Linked DNA regions of Zea mays: region 2 is linked to region 1. A link is a contact called in public Hi-C data. All regions are on one chromosome and are shown on one strand. The core of a region is the stretch at or near the end of the contact, and the rest is flanking DNA. Distances in the headings are between cores, read along the strand shown.

The links. Hi-C and Micro-C count contacts between places; a contact is called where the count stands out from the background.
Region 2: a contact with region 1 is called in a Hi-C map of endosperm, with 4 times the contacts expected there. The contact joins the promoter of LOC100276211 here to the promoter of LOC100276139 in region 1. A contact is called at or near these places in 3 of 25 Hi-C or Micro-C datasets (ear, endosperm and tassel).

Annotation. Positions count from the first base shown.
Region 1 is chr7:138,176,430-138,182,766 of Zm-B73-REFERENCE-NAM-5.0, reverse strand. It overlaps LOC100276139, which reads left to right and starts at 3,875. Exons shown (of 1, transcript NM_001149999.1): 1 at 3,875-4,496. The coding sequence starts at 3,927. The coding sequence ends at 4,274. LOC100282589 (polygalacturonase) reads left to right here and starts at 99. Exons shown (of 3, transcript NM_001155497.2): 1 at 99-788; 2 at 1,096-1,427; 3 at 1,510-2,221. The coding sequence starts at 235. The coding sequence ends at 1,997.
Region 2 is chr7:138,737,559-138,743,945 of Zm-B73-REFERENCE-NAM-5.0, reverse strand. LOC100276211 reads right to left here and starts at 4,388. Exons shown (of 9, transcript NM_001150053.1): 1 at 4,256-4,388; 2 at 3,967-4,079; 3 at 2,526-2,725; 4 at 2,320-2,429; 5 at 2,011-2,224; 6 at 925-1,167; 7 at 784-846; 8 at 611-681. The coding sequence starts at 4,003.

The DNA of each region.
Region 1 (6,337 bases), core at 2,626-5,125:
ATATGTCCCCTTATAATATATTCAAACAAGATCTATATTCTACAAGGTCATATGCAGGCAACTAATAATAAAACCCTAAATTGTTTAGCGTTGGAAACAATTGAAGAGAAATGAGGAAAAGAGTCTAGAGTCTCCCGTCATCCGTGTCCGTGCGATTTTTCTACACAATCGTCTCGCAAAGATTCTCGTTGGTCAGTTTGAGACTTAGCCTTGGAGGAGAACAGAACAGCCACGATGACTTCGCCGATTCAGCTCGCGGCCGCGCCTTTGCTGCTGCTAGTAGTAGTGGTCGCGGGCACACGGTCGAGCCGCATCTTTTCGGTGGCCGACTATGGTGCGGCGGGCGATGGGTTCCGCTACGACACGGCGGCGATTCAGGCCGCTGTAGACGCCTGCGCGGCGGCGGGCGGGGGCCGCGTTCTTCTCCCGGCGCCGGGCAACTACCTGACAGCGACCGTCCAACTCCGCTCGCGGGTGGTGCTGGAGGTGCCCCCCGGAGCGCGGCTTCTGGGCGGGACCAGGCAGGCGGACTACCCGCCCGAGTCGCGCCGGTGGTACGTCGTTCTGGCCGAGAACACCACGGGCGCCGGCATCACGGGGGGAGGCGAGATCAACGGCCAGGGCGGGGCATTTGTTGTCAGGCCCAGCGAGGTGAAGAACGTCATGGTGAGCTGGAATGCCACCGGCGATTGCCTGGGCGATGAGTGCCGGCCGCGGCTTGTTGGCTTCATTGACTCTAAGGATGTTAGGATCCACGACATCACACTCAACCAGCCCGCCTACTGGTGGTAAGCATTCCTTGCTTCATCAACTTCATCGATCGATTCAGGGAAAAAAAATTGATGGCTGCTATTTTCACTACTAAAACCATAGTTGTAGACAGGAACAAACAAACCTGCCTGATTATTCCATTCCAACGATGCTAGAATCAACAACCTTTTCTCTCTACCATTTTTGTTCTTGCGGTTGTGTGAAATAACTTGTCCTGATATGTTTTCCTACTTATTAGGACATATGATGATCAGAAGTAGACAGTGTTTATTTGTCAGTGTACTTTGGCAAAATTAACAGGCTCTACACTTGCATTGCTCGCAGTCTTCACCTTGTCAGATGTGACAACACAGTCATCCACAATGTGTCGATATTTGGAGATTTTAAAACTCCCAACAATGATGGCATTGACATTGAGGATTCTAACAACACTGTCATAACTGATTGCCACATAGACACCGGAGACGATGCTATAAGCCCAAAGTCGACAACTGGACCAGTTTATAACTTGACGGCAACAAACTGTTGGATGCGGACTAAATCTTGTGCTATCAAGTTTGGAAGTGCAAGCTTCTTCGACTTCAAAAGACTGGTTTTTGACAACATTACAATAGTTGATTCACATCGAGGACTTGGGATGCAGATCCGGGATGGAGGTACTAACCTGCAACCTACGATTGTCAGTAAAGCAAATATCTGTTGAATGTGAATGACACACTAACAGTTTACCTTTTACAGGGAATGTGAATGATGTGGTGTTTTCAAACATTAAAATGAGGACCAGGTACTACCATCCTTTATGGTGGGGAAGAGCCGAACCAATCTATATCACAACTTGCCCAAGGCACCCAGATTCAAAAGAAGGCGCCATTTCAGACATAAGATTCATCAACATCTCATCGGTATCAGAAAATGGAGTTTTTCTGGCTGGATCTAAGCATGGGCTGCTCCGCAACCTGAAATTCAAGAACATAGACCTTACCTACAAGCGTTGGACAAACTACACGGGAGGGCTCTATGATTACAGGCCTGGGTGCCAGGAGATGGTGAAGCACAAGACTGGTGGCATGATGCTGGAGCATATCTCCGGTCTGGAGATTGACAACGTGAGGATGAGATGGGCGAGAGGAAGCCTGAAGGGCTGGAATGTTAACCCTATCCTCTTCCGGCCATCAACCATCGATAATCTGTCTTTCCATGACTGGCAGTCAGTGGATGTTCAGTAGATTTAAGTGGCACAGTTGTATTACGTGTGTATCTATCAGAATAAAGGGGTGATTCTTTTGTGAAATATTGAAATGTGTTAATAATAAGCAATCCCAACAGCATTTAAGCTTCTGCAGGGACTGGTGTGGTTTGCTATAATAATTTTATAAATCTGAATTCGTATGTTTGATTGTTCAAATGTGGTTTGCTTTGTGATTTTATAATGATTCTGCTGCAATAATGTACTCCCTCCATTACAAAATATAATTCGTTTTAGACTAATTTTATATTCATTAAGTAACATATGAATGCAGTTTGCATGTATGTCTATATTTAGTATCATTTGAATGAATGTGGATAGAAAAAATGGGTTAAAAAACTATATTTCGGGACGGAGGGGAGTACATGATATTTGTTTGACTGTCTAATATTGTCTAAATTCAAATGTTCTGAATAATCCAGTTCTAAGGATCATGCTTTTTGTGGTGTGAGGAAAGGAGTTCTACACTTGGTCATATGTTCAAAGTGCTATGCGAACTTGCAATTAGAATTATGGAGAAGTTCTGTAGGCTCATTCCTATTTGTTACTTTTAACCATTTCATTCAGGTATATGCCAGAGATTCATCATGTCATATCTGGCCGCGCTATTGAGGTGTTTAAAATGTAAATTAATGATCTGTATCACTAACTGGACCTTCTCACGTTAGTGACTCAGATTTATAATTACATCAACTCATGACATTGCTGTACGCGAACTTGCAATTAGAATTATGGAGAAGTTCTGTAGGTTCATTCCTGTTTGTTATTTTTAACCATTTTATTCAGGTATATGCCAGAGATTCATGATGTCATATCTGGCTGCGCTATTGAGGTGTTTAAAATGTAAATTAATGATCTGTATCACTAACTGGACCTTCTCACAAAGGTGACTATAGTCGAGCAGAGTGGAGGCCGCAAAATTGACTAAGAATATGCCAAGAACAAGAAACATAAAAACATAAATATTAGTGACACCAAAGATAAACAAGACTTCAAACCATGTGACGATAGCGGATAGGATAGGATCAATAAGAGGCTCACTATCAGTGGCACTAAGATAAATATTAAGCTCCATGGGAGTCTCAAAGGTATGGTGGTTAGTAAGAGAAGCATAATCATGAAGCCTCTGAATGTACTTTTTGAGATAGATAGAAGCCTTCAGGCGTGGAGGAGACCTCGATCCCAAGAAAATAACGAAGAGAACCAAGATTAGACATAAAAAATTGGACACTCAGATGTGCCCTTCACAAAGTCAATATACTAAGGATTATCACCAGACAACAATGATCACAAAAGACCACGATAGATTAAAGTGGATAGGTGGGAGCCATAAAAATGACCAAATTTGTCACTGATAATTATTGGGATAATATTAAATAGGAGTAAACTCATATTTTTCACATAAAAGTTAATATAATGTAGTGAACTAAATTTACATACAGTGTTAAATATAGAAGATTTATATTTTAAAGGTCAAGAAATGAACCAAGAACTTTACTAGTGTCAAATAAGGAATTGTCTCTTTGTATTAGTATAGTGTATAGAAAAACTATGAACGAAACCGAATATATGATTTTGAAAAGAAAAGTCAATGCAAAAGGAAAAGGAAAGAAGGAATCCATTTCAATGGGAAAAGGGGAAATGTTTTTTCCTTTTTGAGAAGGAGAAAGCTACTTACAAGATCCAAGCAAATCGTAAAGACCAATTCTAGCTCATAAAATAGCTCATAAAATAACTGCAGTTTCTGCTAAGCCCAGCCCAGCGCTCCCAAACCAAGCCCAGCCCATTTTCAGCGCCTCCAGGCTCCGGCCAACTCGCAGCCAGTCTCCACAGCGCAACGAACCTCGAGTCCTCGACAAGCACCCAAATCGACGAATTCTTCCCCCCTCTCCGATCTCGACGCGCACCGATGCGGGCGATGTCGTCGGCGGTTAATGGTATGCTGCGGGCACGGCTGCGCGGGGCAGCGCGCGTTCGCGGCGGCGGCGGCGAGGGGGCCGGGCGGTGGACGACCCCAGGTCACGAGGAGCGCCCCAAGGGGTACCTCTTCAACCGGCCGCCGCCGCCTCCGGGGGAATCTCGCAAGTGGGAGGATTGGGAGCTGCCCTGCTACGTGACCTCCTTCCTCACCGTCGTCATCCTCGGCGTCGGCCTCAACGCGAAGCCCGACCTTACAATCGAGACGTGGGCGCACCAGAAGGCGCTCGAGCGCCTCCAGCAGCAGGAGCTCGCCGCTGCCGACACCCAGGCCGAGTGATCCGCGCGTCTCAGGTCCTCTCGAACTCTCGGCTGCCTCTGATTTGGTTCCAATAAGATGGCCACAATGTGCGGTCCTGAATGTTCTGGACTTCTGGTATTGATGGAACACGAGCTGAACACTATGCTGCTGTTTTTTCTGTTCTGTTTTGAAATTTGCCCGGTGATGATGGCGAATGTCCTGAATATTCTGAATATTTTGAAATGTTTGACTGTTGTATTATCATCTTATCCTTCCGTTGTACTACCGCATGAGCACAATTTAGGATTTTACTTGTTTATCACTTCCGCAGATAGCTCTGTCGTGAAATGTTTCTTACATTGTTTGAGAGCCTCAGGTATTTTCCACATTTCTCAGTAGGCATATTGCATAGATAAATCAGGAGCACTGCTATGTGTCTGACACATGTATGAGTATGACCAGGCCTAATCAGCCAATCAGAAAGCTCGTTTTCATCCATTTGGGATAGGCGGCACACATGTTTCTATAGGTGCACACACACACACCACAGGCACAGGTCGGATGTCCATGGCCATACACAGCCAATCTAATAAATTAGTTTTAAAATGATAGATGGTAATGCATATTGTGGCAGTGTAAGTTATATGGATAGGAGATTGATGGCAGGGCGTATACCCCAAGCGGCGCACAAGAGCCATAGTCACACACAAGGAGTAGACGAACGAGAAAGAGGCGTTAAAGATGGCCCTTGGGCCAAGCAAGATAATTGTCTTTCATACCTTAAAATAGTTACATTGCCGATATATTTATAGTCCTTAGAGGACTTCGCCATCGAACAAACTAGAGAAGGAATCCTTATAGATTTGGACTCTCCTTTTCTAACAAACCAATTCTATTTTCTAAACCAACTCTTTGCTAAACTGGGCTCATGAGCTATGGTACCACACTATAGTATCCACCCTTATTTGAACATCGATTCCATGCTTCCACCCTTATCCAATTTGTCCATACCCACATTGCCCTTACGGCCTTACCCAATCAGGAGTTAGACAAATTTAACAGGAAATGGGTGGGAAAGATGACACAACAAGAACAAGCCATGTTAACCATGAGATTTGAATTTTCTGATAAAAGAATTAGAGACAAAGGCACAAAGCAGCAAGAAATGACTGATTAGTAACATATTACAATACTATGGCATAGAAAGAACCAAGGCACTAATTAAGGATCGGAAGGATCACATCCTGGTTCTATTTTTGTTCATAGTCTTATTTCAACTTGCCTATCTTCATACATGTGGCATGTGTTGATGTTTAGAAATCTTCAGTGGAAGAAGATCAAAAGCTACTGCATAAATTGTACATACACATTTCATGGGAACCAATTGAGAATTTTTGAAAGGCCAACTGTAATCGACCGAATTGTAGATACATGTCATTAGAAGAACCAATTGCTGTGTGTGTGGGGGGGGGGGGGATCCCAGATTTTGGTCATTAGTAGATAAAATATTTCTATTTCGTTTTTTAACTTAACTGATGATGTTCACGAATGCCATATTGCCTAACATTTTAAAAATGTTTTGCATCCATCCACTTCATCCTTTGGTTGTAATTGTACTACATGGAAACAGTTAGGAACTTAGGATTATCTTCTGTCTATTCTACTGATAACTCTGTTGTGAAAGATTCTTATGGTGTATGAGAGCCACACTGCCAGAGCCTCAGGTGTCTCTCAGTAAATATGTTACTTGGAGAAGTTAGATTGAAAACGTTAGAAGAAGATAGCCCATAATGTGTAAATGTGCTGAGCTGTGGGTATAATCATATAGAAGATGCAGGACTAATATTTGGATTGCTATTAGGTGTAACTATTAGCTTCTATGTTAGCTGAGCCTGTTTTATCATTTAATAAAAAGAGATAAGAAGCCATTAATAAATAGGGATAAGAAGCCAAGTCAATGTAAAGCATGTGGAATGCTGCTTCAGTAGTGTTGCTATGAATGCTATGGTCAAATAGGCATGTTGTACGCTTGAATTGATGCTACGATGAAGGATAAATTGTTGCCTATTTCTTTGTACTGAATTTGATGGTTTCTGGTAGAA
Region 2 (6,387 bases), core at 3,139-5,638, 560 kb before region 1:
AATTTTCTATGATATGGCTGCTTTGAATCAGAATTGTGATACTTAAATAGTTTAGGGACCTACATCTACAATTTCATAGTTTGGAGACCTAGATACAAATGACGTTGCTCCATTTGGATGACGATATTGGAGAGGATGGAATTGAATTGAGTTGAATACCAAATCAGACATGGTATTGAAATGAGATGTAATTCCAATTCTATTGTTTGAATATCACTGAATTGGAGTTTGGAATTATGCAGTCTAATTCCACGCAATACCGAGGGGTGAGGCTTTGTATTGGGAGAGGGGGTTTCTAGTTATAGTCCAATTCCAGAGAAATGGGTCTCTGATTCCAAATCTCAATTCCACGTGTAACAAAACAACAGAATTTAGGAAAGTTGATTCCAATTCCCAATTCTGTGCTCCAATATCTACATCCAAACGGGGTATAATAGTTTACAGAATGGCATTGTAATTTACTCTAAATTGGGTCGAAGTTAGAAAGTATGACAGTAAAAAGCTAAAACATTTAACTTTCGGAATGGAGGAAGTATCATCTTGCTGTATAAGTGACTAAGTGTATAGTATTATCTGAACCTCAATGAGGTAGAACTGGCCAGGAACTTACCAGTTACCACTATCGCTATCAGATGCTTCATCAAGTCTGGCAATTGCATCAAGTAATGACTGCTCCTGATCCTAAAAGAACAAGTGTTTTGACTCATGACTCAAAGAAGGGGAAAAAATATGATAACGAGCTTATCAAATGAAAGGAACATTTGAACATAAGAATTAACTCACTTTCAGCAGTTTCCTTGCCTTCTCGATTTCAGGCATATTTGGATTGGCCAACACCCTCTCCACCTGTGTTCGAAACATACAACAATGAGACAAAATTATATCTGACTACCTTTTTATGTCTGACTGTTGATTGAAATTTACCTCAGTAACAACACTTTCAGTATTTGGTATGTCAATATAATCAAAATTCCTATTGATGTCATTTTGAGGTGGAGCATAGTCTTTTATAGGCTCATTTATCGATAACCTTCCTCTTCCCCTGATTGAACCTGCCATAGCACCGTTGTTGGTCATGTGCCTCTTCAGCATAGGGCCAGAAGGGCCCCAGCCATCATGATTTGAAAGATGTCCATCAAATTCCCATCTTATATCTTCAGGTGCCATCTGTTTAAGGAGTGTTTATCAATCTTCAACTGAATAATTAATGGCAATGTGATAATCAGCCAGGCAAATTTTAATTCACCTACAGATCAAACATGTTAATTCAACACGTATTCATGCTCTAGATCATACAAGCAAGTAAATTTCAGCTCCAGCAAATCAGTAAGAATATATTATCTAGGCTACTGCACCACTGCAAAAATACAATTTTGTTAATGGAAGTGCTACAACGACAAATATTTTACAAAACACAGACTAGCACATGAGCAGATAGTATTTTTGTTCACATCAATCAACACACAAGCAATGCACAAAAAACAATTATGCATATCCAATGGTAGAGAAAGCATAACAAAAAAAGTAAGCAGTTAGATAGTGTATAATGGAAGAACACAGCTAAATACAGAGGAAAAGAGAGAAAAAAGGGATAAATAGAAAAATGAATACAAGCATTGCAGGCAAACAGTGCTTACATCACAAAGCCTAACCCATTCCCAAGTCTCGGCTTGTGTGCCCATGTCATAGACGAGTTCATGCTCACCCTAAAGAGATCATGAAAGAAGATTACTGGGCACTGATGCATATGTGCATCAAGGAGCGAACAGTAGCAAAAATTGAAACCAACCGTCACAGCATTATATTTTGTTATGGTGGCCTCATAGAAGTTGTTGTCTTCTGGCCACCTTGTATAAACTTTATGGTTTATTAACGAACTTGGATCCACAGATGGTAGCACCAAAGGAATGGGCTGTACAACTCCAGAAGTCATTACAAAATTGTTCTCAGGCTGTTATATAAATATATCACAGGATGCAAAAAATATTATGCATAAAATTCTGAACATACCATCTTCGCCTTCTTGCCTCTTGCTGACAAAGGACCCCATTTTGCAGATGAAACTGAGTGGGAGGGCATCATAGGGGACTGGAGGCCTGCAGATTGCGAAGGAATCGAATGAGATGCCCTTTGCCTCTTGGTAGTGGGCCCAGGTTCTGCATCATATAAAACCCTGTTGCCACGATGCAGACCACTTGGGATTCCACCTGCCTGTCTTAACTCCCTGCAGATATTTTAGGTGAAAGCAATTAACAAAGGATGATATATAGATGATGAAGTAAAAACACACACACATACATAAATGCTTTATGGAAATACCTCATTTGACGGATGCTCCCATCTTCATTGACTTTATTTAATAGCTCCCTATGCTCCTCATCAGAAACCCTCAGTTCTTTCCTGAGTTCAGTAATCAAGCTCTCTTTTTCCTGTACATAAACACATCTATCTTATTCTCAGCACAAACAGTAGGCCAAGATATGACTACTGAAACTGACAGCGCAAGTTCCGATTCAGTTGTATACCCAGGATATTGCATCAGATTGCACTTTAAATGCCCTAAGAACACCAGTATATGCATCTTGCTCAACTCGATGTATTTCACTCTCCAAATCATTATTTGCCCTCATGTAAGGAAATGCCCCAGCAGATGCTCGGCCATTCCCACTGAAAACCCGTCCTCTCAATCCTCTATTTTGTGCTGGAGGGAGATCGTCATCAGTCCCTACAGCAAAGAGAGAGGAATCAATAGTGTAGTATATGAAATGCACAACATGACAGCAAGTCATAAGGTATACATCTGGACTATGTAGTCCTATGACTGCGACACCAACTATACTTGTAACCCGAATTTACAATTTGGTGCCTAGTGGGCCAGAAGCGCAGAACTAGTCACTAGCCAGAGAAGGTGAGTGACGTGGTATAAATTATAATGAATCCAAAGCCAGGATACCGTAAGGCCCCATTTGGATCCTTGAAATTGAATTCCATTCTAATAATCGCAATTTAGCCATAGATCAATTAAGCTAATATGATTTTGCACAATAATCGCAATTTGTATACTTCCATTGACCATATAAAAAGATATTTATGTGCTACATTTCTACTATAGAGGAGCGAGCCGAAGAACATGTTATAAGTTGTAGAGTAGAAACATAGACTAGTGATATAAAAGATGATAAGATCAATTTCCACTCCTCATCCTATGAATTTAAGATAGGCTTATATCTAAACTTTGGAAAGTGGTGGAATGATAAATTCCAAACCAAATAACCTACTCTATTAAGTAGATTCCAATTCCTTCAAAATGAAAGGATCCAAACGGACCCTAAGTGTAAACTGTAAAGTAGAAAATCTTTCCTGACACGTAACTCATCAAGTAAAACTACTACAGCACTGGTATAGAGATTTCCATAGCCAATACTCCGTATTACATCTCTGAAATCTGAAATACCTATAAACAAGCCCCTGAATTATATTTAATACAAGCTGCATTTTTTTTAAAGAATGTTTTTTGTAATTTCTTTTAGGTGTCAAAATAAAGAAACCCCATCCTAGAGCTTCCGTGTGGTAAGGAAAAAATGGTTATTTATTCCTTAGCAAAAAAAATGGAGACATATAATGCTTACTCTCAAACTTTGAGTATACAGTTGTAATATTATTTGTTTCCATCATCTTGCGATCAGGACCCTTATATCTAATATCTAATGACCCAGGACTTAATCCTGGGCGTCAGGAGTAAAAATCCAAAGTTTTGGGGAAAGAAAGTTTCAACAATTTATTCATTGGGCTATCTGTATAACACCGCAATTTAAATCTTCTGCTGCACATTTACATTGCTTAGTAGCAACATCAATCTCAAGATCATACAGTGAGGATGAAACACAAATTGACCCAATAGAACGGGGATCCCTAACCAAGAAAAAAAACATCAGGATTAAAACTGGTCAATTCGGGCAAACTTACCGCTGCTATCGTAGAGGTTGTATCCCACCGCCTTCATAACCCCGCCGGAAACAACGAGAGAGACGAACCGCCGAAACCCGCAGCACTTCCTCCGGATCCAGGCACCGGCGCGTCTGAGCTCGATTAAAGGACATGGGTATACATATGTACAACCAATATGTTTTGCGGCAAAAATCGTAGTTAGTAACTTGTAGTTAGATCAGGTCCGGATACAAATAGCCAAATAGCTTAAATTAGGGTTCTGTCACTCGGTCTCGCACAGCAGGAGGGAAAGATAAGGCGCGCATACCTGGTGGGTGCTCTTCGCCGGTGAAGGGACCGACCAAGACCCGGGAACCTGGCGTAGCTTAGGGCGACGGCGCCTGGCCTGCGTAGGCGGTCGCCCAGCGCCACGAGAGGGAGAAAGAGCACGGGGGACGAACGGGAGAAGTAAAGGAAGGAGGATGTGTTTTATTTCGTAGCCGCTGGATTAGGCGTAAGGCGCGTCGGCCGTCGGGACTCGGGAACCCGTTTTCTTTCACGAAAAAAAATGCCTCAGCTTATGGGGGAAAATGTTTCATGCTAATTTGGAAATCCTATTTTCTAAAAGATTTTCATATTTTCAAAGAAAATTAGTTTATTTTTCTTTAAAAAAACAGAAATCACTTGAGAAAATAAAGTTACAAACAACCCTATTTTTAAATGCAATTTTACTTTTCTAAGTGAAATTAGTTTATTTTTCCTTTGAAAATGATAATCCTTTGAAAAATGATGTTGCCAAACTAGCCCTTAGGCTTAGCTTTTACACAGAAGAATTTTTTACTTCTATATATAGAAATCACTCATTCCTAATTAAAAAATAATCCCAGTTTAAATGAAAATACTCTAGTTCACAAAAATTATATAGGTTGAATTAAAGTCCTTCTACCTTAGGGACAAATCTTATTTCAGTAGAAAGATGTTCCATTGGAACCACTAACTTACCAAAATATTTTACTTTATAGATTATTGACTTGTATAGTGAAAAAGATAATTAAAATTTAAATAGAAGTGCTTTGCAACACGCAAAGGCAAGCATAAAATAAAATATAAAAATAATGAAAAGGATATTTTAGCCTCATATTACTACTATATAGAGCGCGACGCAAACGTGCGACAGCGTTCGTCTACATCGGCGAAAAAATTTGCACTGTCCGATCGCTGTTCAGCGGCTACGTCTCTTCGTGTGTGCGTAGGCTCCTGTCCAACCTCTCTTTTACTGGAAGCTTCACGCTACGTGATAAAAAAAAGAAGAGAGATCGAGAAGGGGAGCGTCGGCATTGTTCTCTCCGCCGCCACTGCTCCCCACAATGCCGCTGCTGTAGCTTCATGACGGCGCCCCTGCACCAAGCCTCGCTCGTGCCAAAGCGAAGCCATCGGCTCCACCGCTCCTCCAGCCACGAACGTCGTCGGTTGTCCAACCCTCCCCTTCACCACCGCTTGCCACGATGTCGCTGCTCCAGCCTTGCAACAGCGCCCCCTTCCATTGTCCCCCCGCCCGCGGCCCCGCTGCTGCTCCAACTCTACAGCCCCTGTCCGACATGACCAACGCCTCGCAGGCGGAGGCGACATCCGACCCTATGAACATAGGCGTTGGGGCTTCACACTAAGCTTCACCAGAGCGTAAAACTCCCTCGTCGGTCCAGGGGAGGGACTCTAGCAAACGACGGACCTGCCGATGGTCAGCCGAATCGCTGGATTACCGTTGAATTGCTGAGTTTGATTCAGTGCGCATTATCTCCGGCTAGGGCCTAGGGGTTTGCAGTGGCTATTTCTGGGTCGATGGATCGGTCGGCTTTGGACTTTTTCTGATGTTGATGGCTTAGGATTTTTTGTTGCCATCGCTTGGGGAGATAATCTTTGGGGAGGGTTTTAGGTCTAGATTAGCCACAATATAAAATTTGATCCATCAGCCAAGTCGATTTATATTAATACACTATGATACAGGGATGTTTAGAAGATTCTTACCATCTGATTCACGTACTTATGAAATGAATTTTCTATTATTAGATGTTCGTTATGGTTTCTTTCTGCTTTATGTTCTCCCAGAATATTGTTAACCAGTGTTATGAGTTGGGTAGTACAATTGGAGTGATATCTTGATCAGCTGCATTTGGTTTGTGATTGCAGAGAAGGAATGGTTTCATAAAGGCGAGAAGGTTGATGGGTGGCCACCCTCGTCGAGCTGACAACGAGGATAGTGTGTGACAAATAGTCTGTCTCCAACATTGAGCATCATATATTCGAGCTATCGTGTTTGGTTATATTATACTACCTCTGTTTTTTTCATTTGACGTTGGCTAATGCAATTTTACACTAAAAACGTCAACTAAAAAACGGAGGGAGTATATTTTTTCCTTGATCTATTGGTGCTAAATATGAAAAATTCTCGATTTGCATGTA